Regions from separate parts of the Sus scrofa genome. Here regions 2 and 3 are each linked to region 1. Evidence: chromatin contacts called from public HiChIP or PLAC-seq data. All regions are on one chromosome and are shown on one strand. The core of a region is the stretch at or near the end of the contact, and the rest is flanking DNA. Distances in the headings are between cores, read along the strand shown. Region 1 holds the start of LOC110257704 (collagen alpha-1(III) chain-like). Region 2 holds the start of FAM3A (protein FAM3A). Region 3 holds the start of LAGE3 (EKC/KEOPS complex subunit LAGE3).

Region 1 (4,444 bases), core at 1,283-3,782:
CACTCAGCGAGGCCAGGAATCAAGCCCACAACCTCATGGTTCCTACTCAGATTCGTTTCCACCGTACCACAATGGGAACTCCTCAAGCTACATCTTTATTTAATAGGAGGTATATCTGGTATGTTATGGTCTTTTTTTTTTTTACTTTTTTTTTTTTTTTTAGGGCTGTACCCACAGCAAATAGAGGTTCCCAGGCTAGGGGTCAAATCAGAGCTGTAGCCTCCAGCCCCACACCACAGCCCCAGCAACACCAGATCTGAGCTGTGTCTGTGGCCTGCATCACAGCTCGTGGCGATGCTGGATCCTTAACCCAGTGAGTGAGGCCAGGGATCAAACCTGTGTGCTCATGATTACTAGTTGGGTTCATTGCTGCTGAACCATGATAGGAACTTTGTTCTTATTTGTATTGTTCTTGTTAATGGGTCATCGAGGGGGTTTCACCCTAGAATGTGTGGTAGAGATGGAAAAACTAGTCTGGCACTGAGTCCTTCCCTGGGTCTAGTCCTGTTCCTGCCCTTTTAAATTGCTAAGCTGATTTCCAGGCCTATACAGTCAACATGGTAATTGCTGTGCTTATTCCATAAGATTTCAGATTTTTTATTTTTTGTAAAGCGGTGTATCAAGTATATCAAAATACAAAAATACTTAAAATACTAGGAAATCCCTGGTGGCTCAGTGGGTTAAGGATCCTGCACTGTCACTGCTGGGGCTTAGGTCGCTGCTGTGGCACTAGTTTGATCCCTGACGCAGGAACTTCACATGCTGTAGGCATGACCAAATGTTTAATTATATTAAAAATATCAAACGGAGTTTCCTTGTGGTGCAGCAGAAATGAATCTGACTAGGATCTGTGAGGTTGCAGATTCAATCCCTGGCCTCACTCAGTAGGTTAAGGATCAGGCTTTGCTGTGAGCTATGCTGTAGATCTCATGCGGCTCAGATTCCATGTTGCTGCGTCTGTGATGTAGGCCAGCAGCTGCAACTCCGATTCGACCCCTAGCCTGGGAACTTCAGTATACTGCCAGTGCAACTCTTAAAAAAAAAAAAAAAGACCAGAAGTGCCCGTTGTGGCACAACGGAAACGAATCCGACCAGGAACCATGAAGTTGCGGGTTCGATCCCTGGCCTTGCTCAGTGGGCTAAGGATCTGGCATTGCCGTGAGCTACAGTGTAGGTTGCAGACGTGGCTCAGATCGGGCCTTGCTGTGGCTGTGGTGTAGACCGGCAGCTGCAGCTCTGATTCGACCCTTTGCATGGGAACCTCCACATGCCGAGGTTGCAGCCCTAAAAAGACGAAAGATGAAAGACCCAAAAAAGTCAAGCAGTTGATATTTTTCTGTAAAAATAGTACAGGATCATTGTAGAAAGTGTTCACAATGCGAATAAGCAGAATTCTTAACCTCACTTAACTGGACGTCTCACACACTCCATGCACCTCTGAGTGGTCACTCCCGTTCACCCTCCCGGCCCCTGGCAGGCTAGGCATTTTGCAGGAATGGAATCACTGCAGCCATTTCGTGTCTGGCTTCTCTCACTTAGCATCATGTTTTTGAGGTTCATCCACATTGTAGCATGTTCCAGAACTTCCTTCTTTTTTTTATGGCCACATAATAGCCCATCCTATGTGTAGACCACATTTTATCCATTCATCAGTTGGTAGGTACTTGGATTTTCACATTTTGTCTACTGTGAATAATGCCGTGGAAATTGCTGTTCAAGTTTGTGGATTATATTGTCACTAGTTTTTGAGTGAAAGTGGAGTTGCTGAGTCACAGGTGATTCTGTTCATCCTTTTGAGTGTGTATGTGTGTTTAAGCAGTTTTGTGAGGAGTAGATGAGACAGACTGTGAAGGTGCTGTGACATCTGTAAAGTAAGGTAAAGCCATTGTGAACACAGCTAGGCCGAGATGTGTGGCCAGGCACCAGCACCACACAGGCTTGCGTTTGGGTGGAGAATGCTCATCTGGTGATACCCACAACAGAAATATTGCCCAGGAATGTGCTGCGGTAGCCTAAGTGGAGCAACGAACCTGACCCATGATCAAAGTGCCAGTTCCAAGGTCCTAAATTTAGGCCCCCTCGGGTGTTGGGTGAGGACAGTCGGACTGATGTAGTAATAGGGGCCGAGAGGAGCCCTGATCAGAGATGCGAGCGGCCCTGTGGCCAGCTTGGCCCAGCTCTAGCTCCTGAGTGCACAGAAGCCGAGATGACAGGGGACAGGCACTTTGTCAACTGGCATGGGTGCTGAAAGTGTCCCAAGGTTCCCTAATTGTCCTGAAGCCACAGACTCTGGCGCCCTTGCCTTCAATCTTCGGAATGTCTCCTTGCTGCTCCTGTTCCCTCCCAGGGAGACACTGCGCACGGACACCGGTGCCCAGCCGCCTGGTTCTAATCCCCGAGGCGGCCGGTGTTTGTGGAGGACAACGAGGTCCCCCTTTTTGCCTCAATTTGTCAAAGGGGATGACGCTGCTGCTGCTGATAGACAGCATCTACCACCTAGCAGCATCCTAGCGCAGGATTGTAGAGGTGACAATGGACATGTCCCTACGGAGGGCCGCCCTGTCTTATGGGCGAGATCCTATCCCGCAGCCCCTGCCCGAGGTCGGCGGGGAATCAGCCCGCCTTTCCCCACCCAGGCCAGCCCTCTCCTCAGCTGCCGCCCTGGCTGCTCGCACCCACCCCAACCGCCTCTACCCACCATTGGACACGGCCTCGCGCTGGCCCGCGCCCCACCCGCCCGGCCGGCGCTGCGCAGGCCGCGCGCTCCCGCCCGCCCCGAGTCCGCCGAGGTGTGCGCGGGCGGCGGCTCGGCCACGTCACAGGCTTGTGTCCCGTCACTCGCGGGCTCCAGCCAATCAGCGTCGCCGACGTCACGCCGGGGTGGGGCCACGCCTTGGGGGAGAGCGCCTGAGGGCGGGAGGCTGGGGCGCCGCTCGCTGCCTGGGACTCGGCCACCCGGCGAGAAGGGGCCGGCGGATAGATCCCTGCTCCCAACCTCAGGCTGACGGGCGGCCGAGGGCAAGGGCCACGGCCAGAGAGATCCGGAAGCTGAGGTGGGGTTTGCGATGGCGGTGGCGAGCTGCCGGGACCAGGGGTGGAGGCGTGCAACACAAGCCCTCCCGCACTTGTAAAGGGATGCCCAGTAGAATATTCCTCTTCAGACTCAGGCGGCCCATGCAGGAGGGATCTGAGGCTGAGTCCTTCAGCCAGACCACAGAGCATGGCCACCTGCAGACACGCCAAACGAAGACACATAACTTCTGTCTCCCTCCAGTGGCACCGAGCCTTGCGGGGCCATACATATAAGAAAAACGCCTGCAACTCAGGAATCCTGAAATGATTTATTGTGTGGTTTCCTATTTACCGAGGAGAACAAACAGCAGAGTTACAGAACACTCAAGGAGCAATCAAGGAGGATAGGGAACAGGGGCACAGATGAAAGATGCCCCCCTCCAACAGGATCCCTACGCCCTGGATCCTGCTGGGAATGGAGTCCTGTTAGGGGTCTAATGGCAACACGGCGTGGCTGCAGAGGGTCTGGAGGACAACAAGCGGCCCCTCGCAGGTATTCCGCACAGGGGAGCTAAGGACACGGTCCTTAAGGGAGAGAACACCAGCCCGCCACGCCACACGTGGGAGGGCAGGCTGCTTCCACCAGCAAGGCAGGCTCGGGGGGACCGGGGGCTTCCCGATGGCCAGCGTTAGCTGAGGCCAACCAGGCAGTCCCGGAGCCACGTTTCAGGGTCCCACGCCTCCAGCCGCTGCCGACCCCTGTTCACATAAGAAAGGCGGAGAGGCTGAGAACTCAGCTGACTCTGGCATTCTGCAAGCCGCGCGAGGACAGTGCTTGATTTGCAGCACCGTCAGCCCTGCAGCTCCAGGACACGAGGGAGTTTTCAGGGCTGCCCTGCAAGTTCTCTGGCTGTCACCCAGTGACTTGAGCTGAGAGGCGACAGCCCTGACCTTGTCGTTTTTTCTCTGCGCCCATGCCCAGGTGCCCTCAGGACTCGTCCCCTACCGCGGGCTTTAGCACCATCGTTGCCTCCGTGACAGTTCAGGGCGGCAGCCACTCCCGCTCCCCAGGCGCGAGCTGCGGTGGGCCCGTCATCCCAGTCGACCGCGGGTGAGAGCGGGACGAATTGTGAGGCCCCTGCAGGCCATGGGTGCCTCGAGCCCCGTTGGTCACTCGGGGGTCAGACAGCTAAGGGACAGAGAGAGTACAGGAAGAAGCAGCCACCCCTGGAGCCAGGGGGAGAAGGGAAGGGGCGCGTGTCCTCGGAAGCCTCGCAGCCAGGATGAGGGGAGTTGAAGAGCAGAGCCCAGCCTCTCTGAGGACGGGCGGCTGCCCTTTCGCAGGGAAGGAGGAAGCGCCATCCTCGGCTAAGAGGAAATGGCCACGGCTCCGTCTTCCAGGGCAGGGCGCTGGTTCCTTCTTCAGTGATAC
Region 2 (4,444 bases), core at 1,097-3,596, 150 kb after region 1:
ACTGACAGAGGAGCGGATCGAGAAGAGGTGGTACATACACACAGTGGAATATTACTCAGCCATTAAAAGGAACGAAAGACTGGCATTTTTAGCAACATGGATGGACCTAGAAATGATCATGCGAAGTGAAGTCAGCCAGATTATGAGACACCACCATCAAATGCTTTCACTGACCTGTGGCATCTGAAAAAAGGACAGACGGAACTTCTTTGCAGGACAGATACTGACTCACAGACTTTGAAAGGAGAGAGGTTGGGGGATGGGGGGATGCTGGGGGTCTGGGATGGAGATGTTATAAAATTGGGTGGTGATGATCATTGTACAACTACACATGTAATAAATCCATTGAGTAATAAAAAAAAAAAGATACATGCACATGTATGTTCATTGCAGCACTATTCACAATATCCAAGACATGGGAACAACCTAAATGCCCATCGACAGATGAATGGATTCAGAAGATGTGGTACATATACACAATGGAATACTACTCAGCCATAAAAAAGAACAAAATAATGCCGTTGGCAGCAACATGGATGGAATGAGAGACTCTCATACTATGTGAAGTAAGTCAGAAAGAGAAGACAAATACCGCATGATATCACTTATAAATAGAATCTCATATATGGCACAAAGGAACCCATCTACAGGAACGAAACAAACTCATGGACTTGGAGATCAGGTTTCTTTTTGTCTCCCTCTTTCCCCTCTATTTCCACCACCTCCCGTCCTGAGAAAATGCAGAGGGAAAGGCCTCCTTCAGAATCACGCCCCCAGCCAGCCACTGGCCTCCCTGCCCTGCCGGCTCCTCCAGAGGCCTCTGTGCTGGCTCTTTGCAAGCCTAGTCTCCGACCCAGGGCAGTGCACCCCGGCCTCCGCCACGCACGGCTCCTCAACCCTGCCGCCAACACAGCTTGTTGCTAAAGCCACCTGGGACCTTCTTGGTGTCAGCGCCCCGGGTTACCTGTTGGCCCTGATCTTCCTCGACCTCTCAGTTGGCTCTGCAGCCTCCGGCTCAAACCCTGCTGGGCTGGCTTGTGGATGGACAGCGCCCTGGGGCCCCACCCAGACACGCCTCGTCCTTCTTGCCTGCTGGCTTGGTTCACCTCCACTGTCCCCTGAAAAGCTGGCCTTTCCCAGGCTCCTGCCCCAGGCTCCCCTCACTGCTGACACTCTCCTCTGCCCCCGGCCTTGGATTAACCCTCACCTGGCAGAGCAGTGACTCGATTTTCCTGCCCCAGCCCTGACCACTCTCGCGGCCACACCTTCCCAGCCAGTTACTCACGGGCCGGCTTCCCTAGGGTCACATTCATAAGGCGGCAACCTTAGCAGCTATGAAATCCGCTCCCAACCCATCCCTCCTCGAGCCCCTCATCTTACTTGTCTGGGCATGAGCAGGGCTGCCACTGGGGTCACATGCAACCCCAGGACCGCTTTGGCCAGCTTGTCCTCTGAGACCACCGCCTCTCCACCCAGCCCCAGACTCCCTGGAGCCTCTCTCCCAGTTGGGAGAAAACGACCATCTTACTCATCGCACAGCTTGGGGAGGTGCACTCCTCGGAGATGAAAAGATCTGCTCAAGGTCATAGAATGAGTGTTTCTGCAGAGGCCTCCATTTCCAAAACCCAACCTTAGGTCCCCCCCAGCGGCTCGGCCCCGACCCGTCCAGACACAAAACTCCCTGGACACCCGGGCCTTCAGGAGCTCTCCTTGCCAAGTCCCTCTCGTTCACTGTGCAAGCCACCCACCTGCCAACCTCATGTCCACTTCTCCCGCTGGGTTGGGGCCGCCGGCAGGTGCAGTGTTTGGGGACAGAGCGCTCTGGGGGGCAACAAAAGAAGAGCAGGTTGGGGCGGGGGTCTGGGATGGGCCCGTGCTGTGGCCTCTGCGCGATCGCTGCAAGGACTTGTTCATTCCACTACCTGACCAGGCTCCTCGGGAACGCGGAGAGAAGCCTTGCCGGGACCGGAGGGGCCTCTGGAACCTGTCGGCTCACGGTCGTGCCCACGGGAGCTCCGAGGGCTGGGAAGTCGAAGTGGTTCCCTCGGACGCGGGCCCCTCCCGTGGGAGGCCCCGAGCTCAGGCCGCCCCTCTGGGTCTGGCGGCCGGCGGCGCGGGTTGGGCCGGCCGGGGACGTGCCTGACCGCGGGGGGAGGCGAGCTCGGTCGGGGGCAGCCCCGTCAGGCCGGCCGCTCCGCTCCGCTCGGCGCGGCGAGGCCAGGGAGCTGCGCTGCGCGGCCCGAGAAGCCTGGCAATGGCGGCCCCGGGGCGGGAGCCCGGCCCACGGGCGCCACCTCCGCTGTCGGCCGGGCTGGGCGGCCGGGCCCCCGGTGGGAGGGCCCGGCCCGGCCCCGCCCCCGACGCGCGCTCCCGCGCAGTCGCGTGCTGCTGAGGGGGAGGAGCCCGGCCCGGCCCCGCCCACGAGGTTTCGGCTCAGACCCGGCTTTGAGGGCTGCGGCTAGGCTCGGGCCCCGCGCTCGGCTTTCTGAGGCCTCGGAAGGGGCGGGTGGGTCTGGGCGCAGGATGAGAAATTGTTTCAGAGTTAATCCACGTGCCTCTTAGAGAAGTGGGGGTAGAGACGAGCCCGGCGGGGAACCGGGAAGGCGACCAGGCCAGCGGGCTCGGCCCTGCCACACACACGCCCTCGCCGCCTGCTTTCTAGAGGGAGGCTCCCCGCTCGCTCTGAGGATGGCGGGGCGTCTAAACGCCGCGCTGGGAAACGCCTCGGGCCTCCGGGCGCAGCGCCCAGCGCACCGGGAGAGCTGCGGCCAGCCCTGCCGCCTGGACCCGTCTCCCTGGATACTAGCCGCATTCTTTTTATTATGATTTTTGTCTTCTCTAGGGCCGCACCCGCGGCACATGGAGATGCCCAGGCTAGGGGGCTAATTGGAGCTGTAGCCGCCGGCCTACACCAGAGCCACAGCAATGCCAGATCGGAGCCGTGTCTGCGACCTACACCACAGCTCATGGCAGCCCCGGATCCTTAACCTACTGAGGGGGGCCAGGGATCAAACCCTCAACCTCCCGGTTCCTAGCCGGATTCGTTTCCACTGCTCCATGATGGGACCTCCACTAGTCGCATTCTTAACCCGCTGAGCCACAACAGGAACTCCAGACTGCTGGTTCTTGGGGACAGTGTATACTGCTCAGAGCAGGCGTTCTGGGAAGGTGGCTTTAATGAGTCCCCCTGAGAGTCCAGAGGCAGACCATCAGCCACAGGGGCACCACACTGGCGATGGACCGGAGGCCTGCGATTCGATTCATTCCTGGTCTTCTGTGCCGCAGGGGCAGCCCTGTTCCTCTGGGGACTTGGAGAGGATGAGACCCTTGTGTCCCCACCCAGCCTCTTGCCTGTGCCCCAGTGTAGCTCCCATAGCTGCGATGCCAGTTTGCTGTTTCCTTGGCTCCTTGTGTCCCTGCCTGAGGCGAGGCACCCAGGGCAGTGCCCTCAGCCCATCCCTCATCGCCCTCAGTACAGACCCCAAGCGCTGAGCTGTCGTTTGTGGTGATCATGTGCTTATGCCCCTGAGTAGGCACCCAAAGCTGAGGTGACAGCTGGTGGTCCTCAGTTGGGCCCTCATGTCTTCGTTCCGTCTAGGCAGCCAGAGCTGAACAGACTGTCCTCATGCGCGACCTTTGGCCCCAACCCTAGATTGGCCAACTGGATCTCGGGCGACAGTCAAACACCCTCACCTGAGGTCGTCTCTGCCACAGTGTAGGAATGACCCTGATGGCCCGCGGCTTTCCATTCCAGGGTGGGTACCAAGACATGTGCCTTCACTGACCCATCTCACCTGGGCCCTGGCGTTTCAGGGCCCTCTGCTGGGCCAGGTCCCTGCCCCACTAGCTCCCATTGCTGAAGCACTACTCGTGTGCTGTGTCTTGGTTCCTGCCTCAGGGTGGGGACCTCACCTGTCTCTTGTGCCTTTACCAGAGCTTAGGCACCCAGAGTGGACGTGAAGTGACTCTACACCTGGGCCCTTAAGGCTCACCCTAGGCCAGCATCCCAAAGCCAAATGGTAGTCGAGCCCTGAAATTTGGACCCGATGCCTCTAAGCTGGTGTGGGCACCCAGGGCTGAGGGCTACTGGCTGTCCTCACGTGGGCCCTTCTGCTCTGTCCCAGTGTAGAGAGAGTCAGTGCCAGCCGAAAGCCCTCAGCGCCACTGTCACCTCCTAGAGCTCAGGCGACAGGTGTCTTTCCTCTCCTGGGACCGGCTGCATCTGCTGCAGGGCAAGCACGCAGGCCCTCGTCCCTTTCCCCACTGGAGGGCCTCACAGCTGCGGGGACATTTGTCTCAAGTCAGCGAGGCCCTAACGACTATGTCAGTCCTGAGCTTCGCCCGGATATGACGTGACCGGTGACTGTCCCCCTGCTTCTTCCCTGTCTCAGGCTCCTGGAGAGATCACAGCTACTGTCCTCAGGGCCCTCATCTCTTCATCACC
Region 3 (4,444 bases), core at 680-3,179, 130 kb after region 1:
CCTGGATGAAAGACGGCCCCCATCCTCTTCCATCTCTTTTTGTCTTTTTGGGGCTGCATGGCATCTGGAGGTTCCCAGGCTAGGGGTCCGATCGGAGCTACAGCTGCCAGCCTACACCACAGCCACAGCCACGCCACATCTGAGCCGCGTCTGTGACCTACCCCACAGCTCACGGCAACGCCGGATCCTTAACCCACTAAGCGAGGCCAGGGATCGAACCCTAAGCTTCATGGTTCCTAGTCGGATTTGTTTCCACTGGGCCATGATGGGAATTCCTCCTCTCCCATCTCTTAAATTATCTTCAATGACCTTGTAGCACGTGACTGTCTGAGTCCCAGAACCTCCTCTCTAACCTGAGGACAACGGAGGTGCTACAGCTGAAGATAAACTCAGACGTAGCCTCGAAGCTCGATTTTATTTTCTGTGGTTACGAAACATTTAAGCACCAAACAAATAAGCGGATCCTGAGTGCGCAAGGGCCAGTACGGGCAAAAGATGAAGCCCCCATAATAAAGTGGCAATTCTGGCAGGAATCGCTGCCCCAGGAGGGCTGCACTGTCTGGGAAGGGACACAGGGCAGACCTTGGCCCCTCTCCCCAGCCCTGGCTTAGCGGCTAACAGGGGGCCCAAAGCGCTGCATGGTCCGAATCACCAGGGAAAGCTGGTCAAGAAAGTTTACGATGGAAATTCGGAGGAGGCGGGAATCGTCAGCTCTCCAGTGGCTGAAAGTGAGGGAAGTGACAATCAGGCAGGCGGCGGCGGCGGCGCCTCCAGTCCCTAGCTCGGCGCCTCCATCGCTCCCCAGCCGTTGCGATCTGCATTAGAGGTGGGCGCAGGGCAGCGCGTCCGCTCCCTCCCGGTCCTTGAGCGTCTGGGGAGTCGCCAGTAGAGCGCCCCTCGGGGGACCTGGGCCCGCCCACCTGCTGCCACTCCCGACCCGCCCCTTCCAGCACTTACACGGCCAGGTCGCTGCCGCTCACTGTGAGCTCCTTCCCAACCGCCCCTCGGTGGGGCTCAGCATCTGGGGCCAGCGAGCCGCGGGCGATCTCTGCCTCCCAGGAGGACGGGAACGGCACGCTTAGGGCGCTGATGGAAAGTCGGTTAAGGCTGTGGAGTTGGTGCTGTGGGCCGGGTCTCAGGCCGCCCTGACCAGGCTCGTCGCCTTCGGCACCGCTTCCAGCCCCTCCAGACCCGGCGTGGCCCTATAACCGCTCCCGGCGGCCGCGGCCTCCGCCTCGCCTCTCCGCCCCCCGACTCCTCCGTCTCCTCGTCGCTCCCCCCTCCCACGGCGGGCGGCCGCAGCCCGTTCCCCGCCGTCCCCTCGGGCAGGATACAAGACGTGTGCTCGGCTCCGTGGCCTTTTGGCTGCGGACGCGGGGTCTCCGCCCTCTTCCGAAGTGCGCTGGGCCGGCGCCACAGGCGGAACGCCCGCGGCGGCTACGGCAGCAGCGCCCGCGCCGCGGGGGCGGCCCCGGCCGCCAGGGGCACCCCTGCGGCCTGGGCCCTCGGAGCCGCCCGCCGCGCCGCTCGCGCCGGCGGCTGCGTCCGCCGCCTGCATGGCCGCCGCGCTCCGCCCTCGCCCCGCCCTCGGGCCGCGGCTTTCGCGGCCGCGCTCGCCCCGGCGGCTGAGAAGCTCGGGCCCCCTCGCGAAGCCCCGCCCCCCGCGCCGGCTCCGCCCCGCGCGCCTGCGCAAACCGGCCCCGCCGGGGCCGCGGGCCGTGCGTGGTCGGTTCCGGACCGTTGCCTCCCGCGGGGGTGTCAACCGGACCGGACGCGACTGGCCGCGGAGAAGCCGAGCCTCCCTCCGAAATCCCGGCCCCGCGCACGCTGTGTGACGCGATTTCAACTTCCTTTTTCTGTTTTCCTGCAAGTTTTTGACAGTGATTTTATACTCTTTTTTAAACTGGAGACACATTTTTAATCAAAAGTAAGTTTTTAAGGGAGTTCCCGTCGTAGCTCAGTGGTAATGAACCCGACTAGTATCCAGATTCGACCCCTGGCCTCGCTCAGTGGGTGACGGATCCGGCGTTGCCCTGAGCTGTGGTGTAGGTCACAGACGCGGCTCGGATCCCGCGTGGCTGAGGCTGGGGTGCAGGCCGGCGGCTACAGCTCCGATCCGACCCCTGGCCTGGGAACCTCCATGTGCTAGGGGTGCGGCTTTAAAACTAAATGTTTTCAAAGTAACGTGAAATTCTTTTTTTTTTTTTTTTTTTTTTGTCTTTTTGCCATTTCTTGGGCCGCTCCCACGGCATATGGAGGTTCCCAGGCTAGGGGTTGAATCGGAGCTGTAGCCACCGGCCTACGCCAGAGCCACAGCAACGCGGGATCCGAGCCGCGTCTGCAACCTACACCACAGCTCACGGCAACGCCGGATCGTTAACCCACTGAGCAAGGGCAGGGACCGAACCCGCAACCTCATGGTTCCTTGTCAGATTCGTTAACCACTGCGCCGTGCTGGGAACTCCATTTTTATTATTTATTTATTTCTTCGGTTCTTAATTTTTAATATAAATCCTATCAGGTCCCTGCTTGAAATCCTGAAACAATATCCTGCTGCCCTTGGAATCCAAGCCAAACTCCTTGCTGTAGCTGATAAAAGCCCTGTGTGCCCTGGCTCCCAGCTCCTCCACCTGCAGCTGCCTGCTTCCTTGCTCTGTGCAGCCTCTAGGGCATTCTCTACTCCTGCTCTTTGCACTTCCTCTTCCTATTTGGCAAACGCTGTACCCAGACTTTCCTAGGACTGCTTCCTTCTGGTCATTAGTATCTTGGCCCCGGTGTCACCTCTGAGAGGCCTTCGGGATCACCCATCTGACGTATTGCCATGCCCAGGCACCCTTCATCACAATGTCCTTTGCTACATTTCTAATAATCCGAGGCTGTCCTTTTGGACCCTCCTCCGCTGTTCCTGTATTGTCTCTGGGAACTTCTCCCGGCAGTTTATGCCCTAGGTGGTTTGTTGCTTGTTGGATGAAACAGTATTAACTACAACATTCCATCACTGTTAGTTACTCCTCGGTGTGAAACAATGTGTGCACAAAGTTACTCCCCGCAACCTAATGGGGTGGAGAGAAGCCATTGGACAGGAGCACTTGTCTCTCAGTGCAGACTGGGTGAAATCAACAACGGTACATTTACACACTTTTCCTCAACAGCACTGAGAAAGAATGAAAACCTCTAATGAAAAATGAAATGATTTCTGGAATATATCGTTATGTGAAAAAAGCAAAGTGCAAAGAACACCCCCACCCCCACCCACACATGCTTATTGAAAAGAAGAAGAAACACAGGATGGAGAACCCCGAAACTACTGAAAATGAGCACCTATAAGGGTGATTGCATTTCTTGTAATATAACTTTTTGTGTCGTTTTGACTTTGAACCATGTAAATATTTTATATATCCAAAAACATGTTTGGGGAGTTCCCGTCGTGGCTCAGTGGTTAACGAATCCCACTAGGAACCATGAGGTTGAGGGTTCGATTCCTGGCCTCGCTCAGAGGGTTGGGGATCCGGCGTTGCCGTGAGCTGTGGTGTAGGTCGCAGATGCGGCTCGGAGCCCGCGTTGCTGTGGCTGTGGTGCAGGCCGGCGGCTACAGCTCCGATTCGACCCCTAGCCTGGGAACCTCCATATGCTGTGGTGGGAGCGGCCCCAGAAAAGGCAAAAAGACAAACAACATGTTTGAAAGAGTGAAAAAGTCAAATGCTAAAATTGGATAAAAACAATTGAGGGAGTTCCCACTGTAGCTCAGCGATTTAGGAGCCTGGCTAGTATCCACGGAACTTCCCTTTGCCACAGGTGCTGCACTAAAACAAAAACCAAAAAACCAATTGAGTAGATGAGCCTAACTGCATATCTAATTGATAGCAGAACCACAGACAGAGACAAAAGAAGTCAGATACCTTTTTTTTTTCCTCGTTGGCTGCATCTACACCATGCAGAAGTTCTAGGGCTAGGGATCAAACCCGCACCACAGCAGTGACAACGCGAGATCCCTAACCTACTGAGTCACACGGAGAATTCCTTTCTCTCTCCCTCCCTCTCTCCTCTTTATCAGGTACCTTTTAAACTCAGTCTTCTGACTGTGTGCCTTTCACGGGATATACTCTAAGGACAGACAGAATTGGCTTTATTTTCGGTTTGTTGTTGGCAGAGAGAATGCCGAGGCGACTGTGAAGCTCTTTTGACTGTACTTTGGGCAGACTCTCTCTGGTAGAGGAAATGAGTGAATATATTGATGTACGGATGTTGTCAGGAATATTTCTGTGGAATGAGGGAAGGTGAGAAAGACGCATCCCATGCTGCTGGATTGGAATTGGGGTTGCACCATAAGCTTTTTTTTTTGGTTGTTAGGGCCATACCCACAGCCTATGAAAGTTCCCAGGCTAGAGGTTGAATCAGAGCTGCAGCCGCCGGCCTACGCCACAGCCACAGCCACGCGGGATCT

The links. HiChIP or PLAC-seq counts read pairs in DNA pulled down with a chosen protein or histone mark.
Region 2: a contact with region 1 is called in an H3K27ac HiChIP or PLAC-seq map of skeletal muscle. The contact joins the promoter of FAM3A here to the promoter of LOC110257704 in region 1. A contact is called at or near these places in 1 of 47 Hi-C or Micro-C datasets (subcutaneous adipose tissue) and 2 of 2 datasets of contacts at active chromatin or transcription factors (alveolar macrophages and skeletal muscle).
Region 3: a contact with region 1 is called in an H3K27ac HiChIP or PLAC-seq map of skeletal muscle. The contact joins the promoter of LAGE3 here to the promoter of LOC110257704 in region 1. A contact is called at or near these places in 2 of 2 datasets of contacts at active chromatin or transcription factors (alveolar macrophages and skeletal muscle).

The regions. Positions count from the first base shown.
Region 1 is chrX:124,867,764-124,872,207 of Sscrofa11.1, forward strand. It overlaps LOC110257704 (collagen alpha-1(III) chain-like), which reads left to right and starts at 2,533. Exons shown (of 9, transcript XM_021079886.1): 1 at 2,533-2,789; 2 at 3,995-4,123. The coding sequence starts at 2,533.
Region 2 is chrX:125,022,773-125,027,216 of Sscrofa11.1, forward strand. It overlaps FAM3A (protein FAM3A), which reads right to left and starts at 2,347. Exons shown (of 9, transcript XM_005674051.3): 1 at 1,923-2,347; 2 at 1,749-1,821. The coding sequence starts at 1,761.
Region 3 is chrX:125,001,277-125,005,720 of Sscrofa11.1, forward strand. It overlaps LAGE3 (EKC/KEOPS complex subunit LAGE3), which reads right to left and starts at 1,930. Exons shown (of 3, transcript XM_003360514.3): 1 at 1,335-1,930; 2 at 958-1,086; 3 at 397-722. The coding sequence starts at 1,915. The coding sequence ends at 608.